2 separate regions of the Oryctolagus cuniculus genome follow, and region 1 is linked to region 2. The links are chromatin contacts, called in public Micro-C maps. All regions are on one chromosome and are shown on one strand. Each heading gives the region's core, a stretch centred on a gene start, on an enhancer-like site or on the middle of the called end of the contact. The rest is flanking DNA. Distances are from core to core; before and after follow the strand shown. Region 1 holds the start of PNMT (phenylethanolamine N-methyltransferase). Region 2 overlaps IKZF3 (IKAROS family zinc finger 3).

Region 1 (6,103 bases), core at 627-3,126, 75 kb before region 2:
CAGACCACTTGTCTGAGCGCTGCCCCCGGGGAAGGAAAATGCCTGGCAAGGCTTCGTGCCCCTGGGTGCCAGGTGTGCAGTGACACACGCCGCTACCGCTGCTAGCCCTGGCTGTGGTGGCAGGGACCAGGCCTGCAGGGCAGACGCCTGAGGACGTGGCGGCAGCGTCCCTTCTGCCGGAGGGGAATGGTCAGCGGATGTGCCCTTGAACCAGGCAGAGGAGAGCAGCAGGGGTAGGAGCCGCAGCCTTGGTGCCGAGCCGAGGGGCGCCCGTTCCGCCGTCCGCTGCTCTGTTTACAGACAAGCCACTGGCCTCCCTGGGCAGGGGCCAAGGCGGCACGAGGCTGGGCATGTGCCTGCTCTGCGGTGGCCTGAGCAGTGTCCAGCACCTGCAGGGGTTGCTCTGAGGACCCCGCCCCCTCGCCAAGAGTATCTCAGGTAGCTCCACAAGCTGACCTCTGACCTAGGAGCAGCCAGAGACCAGGTACCCCAACCCCCGCCCTGGGCTCCGCATCCCCCAACAGTGAGTCTTGGCTCTGCTTTTAGCATGTGACGCCAGAGGGCCCGAAATAGCCCCTGGAGAAGGGGGAGGAGGGGGCTATTTAAAGGGCCTGGGCCCTGCGGCAGAGGGAGTGAGGAGTGACCATGGCCGCCTCGGAGCTGAGCTGCCAGGTGTCGGAGGAGAACTGCGAGCGCAGGGAGGCGTTCTGGGCAGAATGGAAGGACCTGACGCTGTCCACACGGCCTGAGGAGGGGTGAGTCTCTGCCCCCCAAAAGCGCCTCCCTGAACCAGCTGAGGCCATGGAGATATCCCTGGGGTGGGGCAGGAAGTGTGCCCACTGGGGAGAGCAAAGTGGCCACCCCTGCTGCTGCCCCGGGCGCCCCTCGCGCGGCTCACAGTCCCCCTCCTCCTTCCAGCTGCTCCCTGCACGAGGAGGATGCCTGGCGGCGTGAGACCTACCACCAGCAGGGCCAGTGCCAGGCGCTGGTGCAGCGTTCCCCCTGGCTGGTGATGCGAATGGGCATCCTTGGCCGCGGGCTGCAGGAGTACCAGCTGCCCTACCAGCGCGTGCTGCCGCTGCCCATCTTCACGCCCACCAAGGTGGGCACCAAGGACGAGCGCGAGGACACCCCCGTCCAGCTGCGGGACCTGCTGGCGCTGGAGACAGCCCTGGGTGGCCAGTGCCTGGAGCGCCAGGATGTGGCCGAGATCACCAAGCAGCTGCCCCCCGTGGTGCCTGTCAGCAAGCCTGGAGCCCTGCGTCGCACCCTGTCCCGCTCCATGTCCCAGGAAGCACAGAGAGGCTGAGCAGGACCAGGACCCGGGCTCTGCTGTGCCCACCCTGGGCTGGGCCCTTCCTGCCTAGGAGCGCCAAGGGGAGTCGCTGGCCCGGGATGCTTTGTAGTTTGCCCGGAGTTGGGGGCTAGGGAGGAGGGAGCCAGAGGCCAGGGTGCCTGGGTCCCCTGAGTGCCCAGTGGGAGGGGAGCTAGGCGGTGGGCACTAAGAGTGGAGAGCTGGGGGCCAGCACAGCCGAGCACCCTCAGCCCCAAGGGAAGGGACAGAAGATGCTGGAGAGGGCGACAGGGCCCTGAGAAGAGTGACCTGGTCCAGGTGTCAGTTCCAGAGGACTGCAAGTGTGAGGGGACCGTGCTGGAGACCGGAGGGAGGGGGACGTGAAGAGGGCGGAGGTAGGGAGGAGCCCCCGGCACCCTCTGTTAGCGCTGCAATAAATGCTCCCCCGTGTTCCAGGCTCGCCTCTTTCCTTGTGGTGGTGGGGGCCAGCCCATCAGTGTCCCCCCGTGCCCGCTTCTGGGAACAGGTCCTGCAGCTAAATATGGCAGAGCCAGTGGGTACACCCATGCTTGGGGGAGCAGGGACAGGGCTGTAAACAGGGCGCGTGTCTGTCCAGTCCCCTTCCCGGACCCGGACTCCACTGCCAGCCCTGGCTTCTGTGTCCAGCCCCCTGGCACTGGGCAGTGGCCCGCAGGCCAGCTGGCAGCCTGCACTTGTTTAAATGATGTCTCACGGAGACTATGGAGGGGGCTGGCACCGGCCCTGTCCTTGGCCGTGCCTCAGGGTGTGTCCAGGGTCAGTGACCCCAAGGCTACCCTACTCAGTTCTGAATCCAGACAGAATCAGTCCTTGGCTGGGGGTCAGGCGCTCCACCTTCCCTGGCCTGGGAGCCCAGGGTGGATTGCTAGGGGCCACAGGGGTCAGGTTCCTGTCTGTTACCCCTGCAGCTGTCATGGTGACTCATGTCCCACCCTGGCTGCCCAGCCCAACAAGGAGATTAAACCCTTGGAACAGGAGGGATAGACGCAGAGGAGGCCCAGGTCAAGGTGGCCAGGGCCGGTCCCAGCCGGGGCTGTGGCCTGGGCAGAGGCAGAGGGGCATGGGTTCCAAGGGGGTCCCATTTCAGGAAGCTCAAGGAGAGCAGGAAGGGAACGCCTGGCTGCTGTGCCAAGCAGAACCTGCAGAGGGAGCTGAAGTGCGGCTGGGAGAGGGGGCCGAGGCCCAGACCCGTGGGACCTCAGATCCGTAGGCTCCCAAAGGCCCTTACTGGGCCCTGGAGGCCCAGAGACAGCCCCTGGGCTTTGCCCTCACCTGAGTCCTGCATCCCGGACTCCCCGACGTGGTGGGAACATCTCGAGCCCTCTGCCCACAGATAAGCAGCCGAGAGCCGGCAGAGCCCGCAGGGGAGGCCCTGTGTTCCGGCTGCTAAATGCATTAGCCTCCCCTATCGCTGCCGCCATCCAACAGGCTGCCGCCATCCAACAGGCGGGACCCAGCCTGCCCTGGGGCCCGGGGCCACCATGCAATAGCGGTGGGAACGGATTGTCCTTTGTCGAAGGGGGAGGACCAGGTGCTGGGGTGGGGTGGGGAGCTGCACGAGGGGTGGGGAATGGGAGTGGGGGTGACATAGAAGGAAAGGGTTTTCGTGAGGAAGAAGCGCCAGACGGGGGTCTGGGGCCCGGGGCTGGGGGCTGGGGGCTCATTTGAACCTTGGGAGGGAAGGATGCGAGGCCAGGCACATGGAGGCAGTGGCTCTGGCTGTGGGGAGCTGGAGACAAGAGACAGGAAGGGTGGGGCTCGGGCGGTGGGGGCGCGGGGCCCAGGCAGAAGGCAGCGGAGCGGGGTGGGGGCGGGAGCTGATGTTCCTGCGGCGTCCCTCATCCCCACCCCTGTGTCTGCGGCGGGAACACTAACTCAGATGGATGGGGTGGGGAGACGCGGCGTGCGTGGCCCCGGGCGCCTCATCGCTCAGCTGCCGCCCCCGCCGCTGAAGGCCGGGTTGGGGTCCGGCGGTGGATAAAGGGGCCGCCGGACGAGCGGGACACAGGGACGGCCGCGGCAGCAGCATGAGCCGGGCAGACACCAGCCACCCTGCGGGCGCAGCAGCCTCCGACTCGGACCCAGGCCGGGCGGCGGTCGCCTTGGCCTACCAGCGCTTCGAGCCCCGCGCCTACCTCCGCAACAACTACGCGCCCCCTCGCGGGGACCTGAGCAGCCCCGACGGCGTTGGGCCTTGGAAGCTGCGCTGCTTGGCGCAGACCTTCGCCACGGGTGAGTTCAGGGAAACTGAGGCACGGATAGAAGACCTCATTGGGGAGCAAAAAGGGACGAGAGGGCGTCAGGTGGGGGGCCAAGAGGCAAAGGCGGGGGCTAACACGCAATCAGAAGGGAAAGCTAAGAGGACCAAGGAGAGAGGTGGCGGGGGAAGGCAGAGATTGGGCAGGGAGAGGCTCGGCCAGGCAGCTCGGGACTCCCCCAGGAATCCTCACTGACAGCTAGTTTTCCAGGTGTGGGATGTGAGTCTCAGGGAGGTCAAGTTCCTTTCCCAAGGCCTTCGATGGAGCCAGGACCCACCTGGCTTCAGTCTGAATCCAAACCCAGTGCTTCCTCCTGCTGGGAGACAGGTTTATGGGGGATGGCAGGCGAGGGAGGGGGGACAGGGCAGGCCTGGCACCAGGACGCGGTCCTCTCCCTCGTCCAGGTGAGGTGTCCGGACACTCCCTTATCGACATCGGTTCAGGCCCCACCGTCTACCAGCTGCTCAGTGCCTGCGCCCACTTTGAGGACATCACCATGACCGATTTCCTGGAGGTCAACCGCCGGGAGCTGGAGCTGTGGCTGCGGGAGGAGCCGGGGGCCTTCAGCTGGAGCGCCTACAGCCAGCACGTCTGCTGCATCGAGGGCAGGGGGTAATGGCTCTGGGTGGTGTCTGGCTGGGAGTGGGTGGCACAGGGCGGCCGAGGGCTGTGTGGGGGGCCGTCCTGAGCCTCGCCTTGTGCCTCCACAGTGAGTCCTGGCAGGAGAAAGAGCGCCAGCTGCGGGCCAGGGTGAAGCGGGTGCTGCCCATCGACGTGCACCAGCCCCAGCCTCTGGGTGCTGGGAGCCCGGCACCCCTGCCTGCTGACGCCCTCGTCTCTGCCTTCTGCCTGGAGGCCGTGAGCCCGGATCTTGCCAGCTTCCAGCGGGCCCTGGGCCACATCACCACGCTGCTGAGGCCTGGGGGGCACCTGCTCCTCATCGGGGCCCTGGAGGAGTCGTGGTACCTGGCTGGGGAGGCCAGGCTGGTGGTGGTGCCCGTGTGTGAGGAGGAGGTGAGGAAGGCTCTGCAGCAGAGCGGCTACGAGGTCCGGGACCTTCGTACCTACTCCATGCCTGCCCACCTCCAGACAGGCGTCGATGACGTCAAGGGCATCTTCTTTGCTTGGGCCCAGAAGAAGACGGCAGTGGGGGTGTGAGGCCCCAGTGTGCTGCACGGCCCTCGGCTCCCAGAGCCCCTGTCACGTGAAGTGCATCCAATAAAGGCAGACGTGCCTGCTGCATTGCGCCAGTGTGGTCTGTGCCCTCCCTGGGAAGCAACACAGGCCGAGAGATCTCTTCCACGTTGGGGGGGGTGGGGGAGGCACCAGCTCTAGCCCTTCAAGCTTCAATGAGGGACACTTGCTGTGTCACTCATTCTTTCCAAACTTAGGAAAGCCAAGGTCAAGGGGGAGTTCATCCAGCACCCTGCTGTGTGCCGGACCTTGCAATGTACAGACACTTCGATCACCCCATCCAGTCCGTGCATTTGTTCAGTCCTGTTAGCCAGTTTCCAGGCAAAGCTCAGCAAAACAGAGCTTGGCAGGGCCTGGCTCGGACCACAGGTGGGGAGAGACTGGAGCAGGATTTGCATGGGGGTGGTGAGGTGCTGCAGCCCAGCCCAGGCCCAGGCAAGGGGGCAGAAAACAAGTGCCACCAGCTCCCCCCGAGCTGGACCTCGCCCTCCCACCCCTGTGAACTTCAGCAGAGACCCCCAACCCCGTCGAGTGCCTCCAGCCAGCTCCAGGGCCCCCACCTCCTCCTCCATGCAGCCCACTGTACACAGTAATAGAGCTGTACAAGAGAAGGTGAGACAGAGAATTGTTTATTAGGCACGTCCCTTGCCACCCTCCCACCTTAAAATAGTTTCCAGTATCAAAAGAACCTAACAAAGGCCGCCCCAGTCCCTGAGATTGGAGTCCTGGCACAGTCCCCTACCTCCCGGGGAGGGACAAGGGGGCAGGGACAGAGCAAGAACCCAGTCTCCCTATTTCAGGCACAGGCACTGCCTTTGGGAAAGTTTCCGGAGCTCCACATTCCATGGGGGGGGGGGGGCAGGAATGTGCCAGGGCTGCCGGCAACTCCAGGGGGTCACCTTTACCAGGACACCGGCAGAGCATGGCCCCTGCCTGCCTCACAGCCACCCTGGAACAGCGAGCCCCTCTGGGCTCACCAGCCACAGGCTTTCTCCCCTCCTCCCTCAAAGAGCAGGCACCAGGAGGGCGAGGCCGTCAGGCCTGGGCAGGGCGGCAGGCCGCGAAGGGCCCTGGGGACCCCTATTTCCTTCCCTCCTCTTCCTCCCCAGAGGCTGGCTCTAGAGGGTGGTTCTAAGTTGTGGGACGTCCTGTTGGGGCTGGGAGGGGTGGCGAAGGTACACCGGGCACACACATGGCGAGCCTGGACCCCAGCCCCAGCCTGATCGGGGGGATATCCTGGCTGCCTGGCTGGGCCTTGGGCAGAGCTAGTGCTCAATGGCTGTAATGGTGACTTAGTTCCTCCCATCCTGCTCCCCCC
Region 2 (6,093 bases), core at 1,439-3,938:
CTGGCCTGGAAGAGGGGCAACCGGGACAGAATCTGGCACCCCGACCGGGACTAGAACCCGGTGTGCCGGCGCCGCAGGCAGAGGATTAGCCTACTGAGCTGCGGCGCCAGCCAAGAGAGATTTTTTTTTAAAGATTTATTTATTTATTTGAAGGCAGAGTCGCAGAGAGGCAGAGGCAGCGGCGGGTGTGTGTGTGTGTGTGTGTGTGTGTGTGTGTGTGTGTGTGTCTTCCATCCACTGCTTCACTCCCCAGATGGCCACGATGGCTGGAGCTGCGCCGATCCAAAGCCAGGAGCCAGGAGCTTCTTCCAGGTCTCCCACGTGGGTGCAGGGGCCCAAGGACTTGGGCCATCTTCTACTGCTTTCTCAGGCCACAGCAGAGAGCTGGGTCAGAAGTGGTGCAGCCGGGACTTGAACCAGCACCCACATGTGATGCCGGCACTGCAGACAGCATCTTTACCTGCTATATCACAGCACTAGTCCCCCAAGCAGTCTTCTAAGTCCTCCCGGAGCCCTGTGTCAGCCCCTGGTGCAGGTTGTGGGAAGAACTGCTTCGGGGGGGTGGGGGGCACAGCCTTTTGGTGTATCCAGAGAGCAGACGGAAAAGGCGGCCCAGAGCCGAGAGGCAGGCGTCTGCACAAACCGCTTTCCTGTCCGGTGCTGTTGGCGGAACCTCAGCTTTGGGGTTGGGGAGGGGTGTGCAGTGGCAACCTGGGACAAGGACTGGGGGCTTCCAGCTGAGGCAGGGAGCTGGCGAGGAGGGAAAGGGGGGCTGGATCTTAGGCGAGCTGAGTGCTGCCAGCAGGGAAGCAGGTGCCCCAGAAGCTCCCCGGGCAGGCAGCGGCGCTGGGAAGTGCGGGCACCGTCCGGGCTGAGTAGGGCTATGCTCCTCCTGAGCCTAGTGGAGTCTGGGCCGAGCTACGATGGCCTCTCGTGCCCCCTTGCAGAGCTGCCATCCACCACAAAGAGGGGCACTATGGCGGTGTTTTTTCTCCAGGGCCCTGGGCGAAGCAGTTTGGCTGAAAGGCAGAGAAATAACCGTCTCCCAGCCACTGGTTCATTCCCCAAATGCCTCCAACAGCCAGGACTGGGCCAGGCTGAAGCCAGGAGCCCAGAGCGCAGGCCACCTGCTGCCTCCCAGGGGTGCCTTAGCAGGAAGCTGGAATGTGGAGTGGGCCAGGTCCTCAAACCCAGGCACTTAGATGTGGGCATGGGCGTCCCACGCATCAGCCAAACTGCTGAGACTCACGCTGGCCCCTGAAGCTGCGTTTTTGTGGCCCGGTTTGCTCTTAAACTTGGATCAGTCTCTCTTGGGGTGCTTTGGAGAAGGCTGTGGGAGATGAGGGGATAAAGCCACCCCTTTAGGGCACCACTGAATGCCAATAAGATCTTGTATGGGGGCAGGGACCCTGTAACCTTGGGACCTAAGGGGAAGCGTAACCGGCTCCTGCACCCCCCATACCTGCGGCCCAAGGGCAAGTTCACTGGCATTTACCTGCCAATTCCTGTGCCCTGAGTCAGATCCTCCAGGACACGTGGAAGCAGGCGTTCCCGCTGGGAGCCACAACAATCTTCCAAAGGAGTCCAGCGACCTCCTCTCTCTCCCAGCCTGGGCCCTCCATCAGTCCCCATACAGGCTCCCCACCTTGAGCTCCCCCTTCCCAGCAAGCCACCTTGCCCCAAGGTCTTGGAGCTTGGCTTTTGGGCAAAGCTGGAGTAGGAGTGATGAGGAAGCCCCGGGAACCCATCCCCAAGGCCGGCCGTTCTGGACACGTGCGCATGCCCCTCCTCAGCCCAGGCAGCATGGAGGTGCCACCGGCGGCGCAAGACTCCACAGGGCCACCTGTCTGCCTCGCCAGGGGGCGCGCCTCGGCTCAGCAGGGTCTCCGGCGGCGAGCCCATCACCACGGGGGTCAGCCTGGTCTTCAGTAGGGGTCGGTGTTGCGATCTGTGGGCAAGGCCTTCAAGCCTCGCGTGGCATCCAGGCGCGACGGCCAGGCGGGGCCCGCGTGTGGTCGTAGTCAGGGGGCTCCAGCTCCCTGTGTCACCGAGCCCCGGACGTGGACGGCACCGGGCCGGCTCAGCCGCGCGGCTGCAGCGACACCCAGCGGCCGTCGTGGGAAGTGCGGGAGCCTCACGCGGTTCCCACTCGTGGTTCCGGGAGGGCACCCCGGGAGAGCGGGCGCGTGCAAGCAGGCTGCCCGTGGGGCACTTCCTTCCCTCCCCCGTTTCCTCCCCGGCCGTCGCCCGAGCGCCGGGAGATCCTGCCCGGCTGCAGTGCCCGGAAGGGCGGGGCGGGGCGCAGCGGCGGCGCTGGGCTGTGACCCTGGCAGTTTCACTTCTGGATGCCGCTCGGGCTGTGATGGGAGGGCCCCCCCGGGGGGGGGGGGGCTGCAGGGGACACGCGGGCTCGGGACCCCGACTGAGGGATAGCTTTTAACTCGCGGGTGTCACGCGACCCACGCCTTCCTCCGTTTTCCACCCCCACCCGCCGTGGTTCCACTCCGCTGTCCCCGGAGCTACCGCCGCCGCCGCCGCCAGCGCCCCCGCGGGGGCTGCCGACCCCCGGAGAGGCCCCGAGCGGCGTGGGCGGCAGGAGGAGCGAGCTGTGAAGCCGCAGGCGGGGGTTAGGCTGCGGGCTGCGCAGAGCCGAGCTGTTTCTCAGAAGTGCAGCCGCCCCTCCCCTCACACCCGCTCCGCTCCCACCTCGCCGCCCGCACCCTTCCCCCGGGGCGGCCGCGCGCTTTCCTCTCGGCGTCCCAGGCTGGGAATCCGGGCGGGGTCTGGATCCGCGCAGGACTAACCGGAGGGCGCGAGGAGAGGCGGGGGTTCGGATCCAGCCGCGGGGCCGCTATTCAGAGTGTCCCCCACCCCGGTTCCACAGATGAGGGGGTAGGAGCTGTCGCCTCTCCTTCGCCCCTCGCCGGCGCCGGGATTGGATTTCATATAACAGTGAAGAAAGTGACCTCTGGGGAACCGCCGGCGGTCACTCGCTCTCTGCAGCCCGGTGGCCAGGAGAAGCGAGAGGGAAGGGGTTGGATCTGCTCCATCCCTGGTCTTGTTTCTGGAGTTTGGGGGCCCATCTGGAGGCCGCCCAGCAGCGGGCTGAGGCCAGGCTTAGAGGCCCAGCCGTTAGGAGCTGTGGGCTCCCTGACTGCAGAGCGGCAAGGCTGGGACTGGAACCCAGGGCTCCCATTCTGGCGGGAGTCTGACCCAAGCTGGCCACGCTGAGACTTCAGAGCTTGGGGTCACAGGACCCTCCTGCTGTCCCCCCGCGCGCACACACACACACACACACAGCTCCCCAGGGGTGAGAGGGAGGGTGGTACTGAGAATGTCACTGGAGGGGGGGGGGAGTGGGATGTCAACTGGGCTGGTGGCAGGACGAGCCTGGGGGAGGAGGTGGCCTCTGCCCCATTCCCATCCACCAGCCGCCCCCAGGACTGTGGTTTATTTGACGAGGCAGATCTTCTGGGCCAGGGGGCCCTGGGGGCTGCCGGGTAGGTGAGGTGATGGGAAGAGGCTGTTCTGGGGCTTCCTGCCTGCTCACTCCTGGGGAAGGCAGGGGTGGGGTGAGGTGGGGTGGGGTGGGGTGGGGTGGGGTGGGGTGGCAGGCCTCTCACCCACAAGCCCTGTAACCTCCATTCTTTCCCCTGCATGGTCTTTCCTTGGCTGTGTGCATGCTATTCTGGGGGCAGGTCTGTTATTTGGGGGGGAGGGAGGCAGCTGCCTACTTCACAGGTCAAGACAGAGTTAAAAACAAAACCGCGGCAAACTCAACACCCCGTGTCCTTCGGGGACTTTCCATGACACCTTCCTTCCCCCTCTCCCCCATGGCCAGGGAGTACCTCCCCAGAGGGCCTCCCCACCCCAGGTGCAGTGGCTTTTGGCTTTTATGCAAACAACCGTCTGACCGGGAATGTGCCACAGCCAGTGTGCCTCTCCACTTGCCCCTCCACAGCCCTTCAGGCCAGCGCGCCTGGCCTTCCCTGGGTGCTCACCTCCACTCTTCATCTAGGGATGGAAGTGAGGGAAGGGAGCCAGGTCGTTCCCCACCCTGCCTGCTGGGTGATGGGGTCGGGGAGGAGTGGAGGTGCAGCCGTGGCCTCCCCTATCAGGCCTACCACCCTCTAAAGCATCAGACTGTTCCCAAGAACCGGGAAAGGGAGCCACCCTCTGGCAGGAAGGAAGCCCATCAGGCCTGATGGGAGTCTCCAGGGCTCAGCTCACCGCCATCAGGGTCTCCCCGCCTCCCGTTTCTTTCTGGGCTGCTGCTGCTTTGAGGAGGGAGTGGAAGGGGGAAGGCAGTGCACCACTTTCTCCAAGGCTGAAAGCCAGCGCCTGGAGGCTGTGTGGGAATGTATTTGATGTTCAGCGATAAAGGCAGGCTGCTCTGCCCTTCCTCTTTCCCGTCCTTAGGGTAGAGGGGCTGCAAAGCCTGCTGGAGTTCCTGGAAGCAGCCTGGTGGTGCAGTCGGGAGTGGGGCCGTGCTGCGCACACAAGCCAGGGGAAGCTGCCGCCAACCCAGTGCTTGGCTCATCCCAAGCTTCAGAAACACTTCCTCTTGCACCGAAGAGAGACAATGGAGCGTGCTCTAGACGAGGCCGAGCAGAAGACCAGACCATCCCTCAGAGCCTTCTCAAACACTGAGCGAGAACGTAGGGTAACAGCACTGGGAGAGAGCTGCCCCATCCAATGCTGTTTCCTGCCAACATCATAGGTTTAGGCCTCCAAGTAGCTAAAGACTATATTTAGATGTGGCTAAGTTCAGTGACTGACTGCACCCTGAGTTTCCCAAAGTGGATGTTGAGATCTCAGATGAAAATGTCAGGGTGAATTTCTGTTGGGGGGTGGGAGGGCAGAGCAGTGACTAAGGGTAAGGGGACGTTGTGTGCTGTGTGTTGATCCTGCTGAGTCCAGGTCTTCAGCCTCCTTGGTCCCCTTAGCAAATCAGAGCCTTACTGCGGGTGCCCAGAGGCCGCAGCAGAACACCAGCAGCAGGCTCAGGAAGATGTCCAGCGAGCTACTTCACTGTGGGGATCATTCCACTTATCTTGGAACCTGGGCTTTAAGAACAGCCAGAAGGGCTAAATTAAGGAAATATTCCTGGGGGCAGAATTAAAAACCCTCCCATTCTCTGACTACAAATGACAGGCACACAAGGACTATCACACAAAAGGATTTATTTTCCAGTGTAAAAACCAAACACGATCAAGGAATCTCGAAAATGCAGGGGTGTTTCCGATGCAAAGATGCACTCAGTGGATCTGGCGAGGTTAGCGGTCAGCACGGCTACAGTTCAGAAGCTGCCTTTTTTGGACATTCTTTACAGAGGTGAGGCGTGGGGTGCTTTTCGGTGCTCTGAATGGTTGGACTCCAGAGGAGTGAAGAGGGAGAGTCACTACTGTCTGAGAAATGCAAAGAGGCCCTGAGCCCAGGCTGGGTCCAACTGCCTGAGGGTCAAGGGCACCCTCCCCTCCTGGCGGAGAAGCCACTCTGAGTCCCAGGCTACCTCCTGTTCCTCCCCTGTCATTCTGCAGACAAGGGTCATTCAAAGACCACACGTGTGGTGACTTTGGCAACCAGAAATTAAAAATAAGCTATGGTTTTTCCAGCAGCCAAAATGATCCTTCACCAAAAAGTTCACAGACTGAGAACCTGAGCATGCAAAACCACAGTCTGGGTGAAGGGATGTCTGCTTTTTAAATGACCTGCTAATTCTTTGCAACCCACAGTAATTTGGTTTCTGTGAACCCACAGACACAGGCCCACCAAAAAGGGCCTTGTCTGCTAGCCTGGAAAAGCTCTTGTATAAATGAGTCACTGGCAACGGGATCCGTCGTTTTTAGGGCTATCTCATTTTACGGTGTGTTTTCTCAGTCTTTTCAGGAGATGGAGAAGCAAGCTTCATTTATCCGGAACGTGAAATAGGCTCCACAGCATGGGCAAAGGGCTGGGAGAAGGCAGGCAGCATCGTGGGCCGCTCTGCAGGCTTTCTGAACAGAATCAGTGGAGAGTGGGGCAGCAAGAACCATTTGCAGAAGTGCGAAGTTCCTGGGGGAGCAAATGGCTGAGGGCTCCTGGATGGCAGGG

What was found. A called contact is a pair of places that touch in the nucleus more often than the background predicts.
Region 1: a Micro-C map of ear pinna shows a contact between it and region 2, with 3 times the contacts expected there. The contact joins the promoter of PNMT here to the enhancer-like site in region 2. A contact is called at or near these places in 3 of 6 Hi-C or Micro-C datasets (ear pinna, psoas muscle and an unstated tissue).

The regions. Positions count from the first base shown.
Region 1 is chr17:22,716,403-22,722,505 of mOryCun1.1, reverse strand. PNMT (phenylethanolamine N-methyltransferase) reads left to right here and starts at 1,876. Exons shown (of 3, transcript XM_002719132.5): 1 at 1,876-3,565; 2 at 3,996-4,203; 3 at 4,302-4,833. The coding sequence starts at 3,361. The coding sequence ends at 4,749. It overlaps TCAP (titin-cap), which reads left to right. Exons shown (of 2, transcript XM_051825644.2): 1 at 1-755; 2 at 919-1,749. The coding sequence starts at 646. The coding sequence ends at 1,309. PGAP3 (post-GPI attachment to proteins phospholipase 3) reads right to left here. Exons shown (of 8, transcript XM_008271414.4): 8 at 4,265-6,103.
Region 2 is chr17:22,641,951-22,648,043 of mOryCun1.1, reverse strand. IKZF3 (IKAROS family zinc finger 3) reads right to left here. Exons shown (of 9, transcript XM_070060746.1): 9 at 5,167-6,093. Among named protein-coding and RNA genes, the nearest start is that of GRB7, 17 kb to the left of the region's middle. Within about 2 kb of position 2,688, at least 4 of the 8 cell types and tissues checked have an H3K27ac peak or open chromatin away from gene starts, as enhancers often do. A contact at or near this core is called in ear pinna, where this site is marked.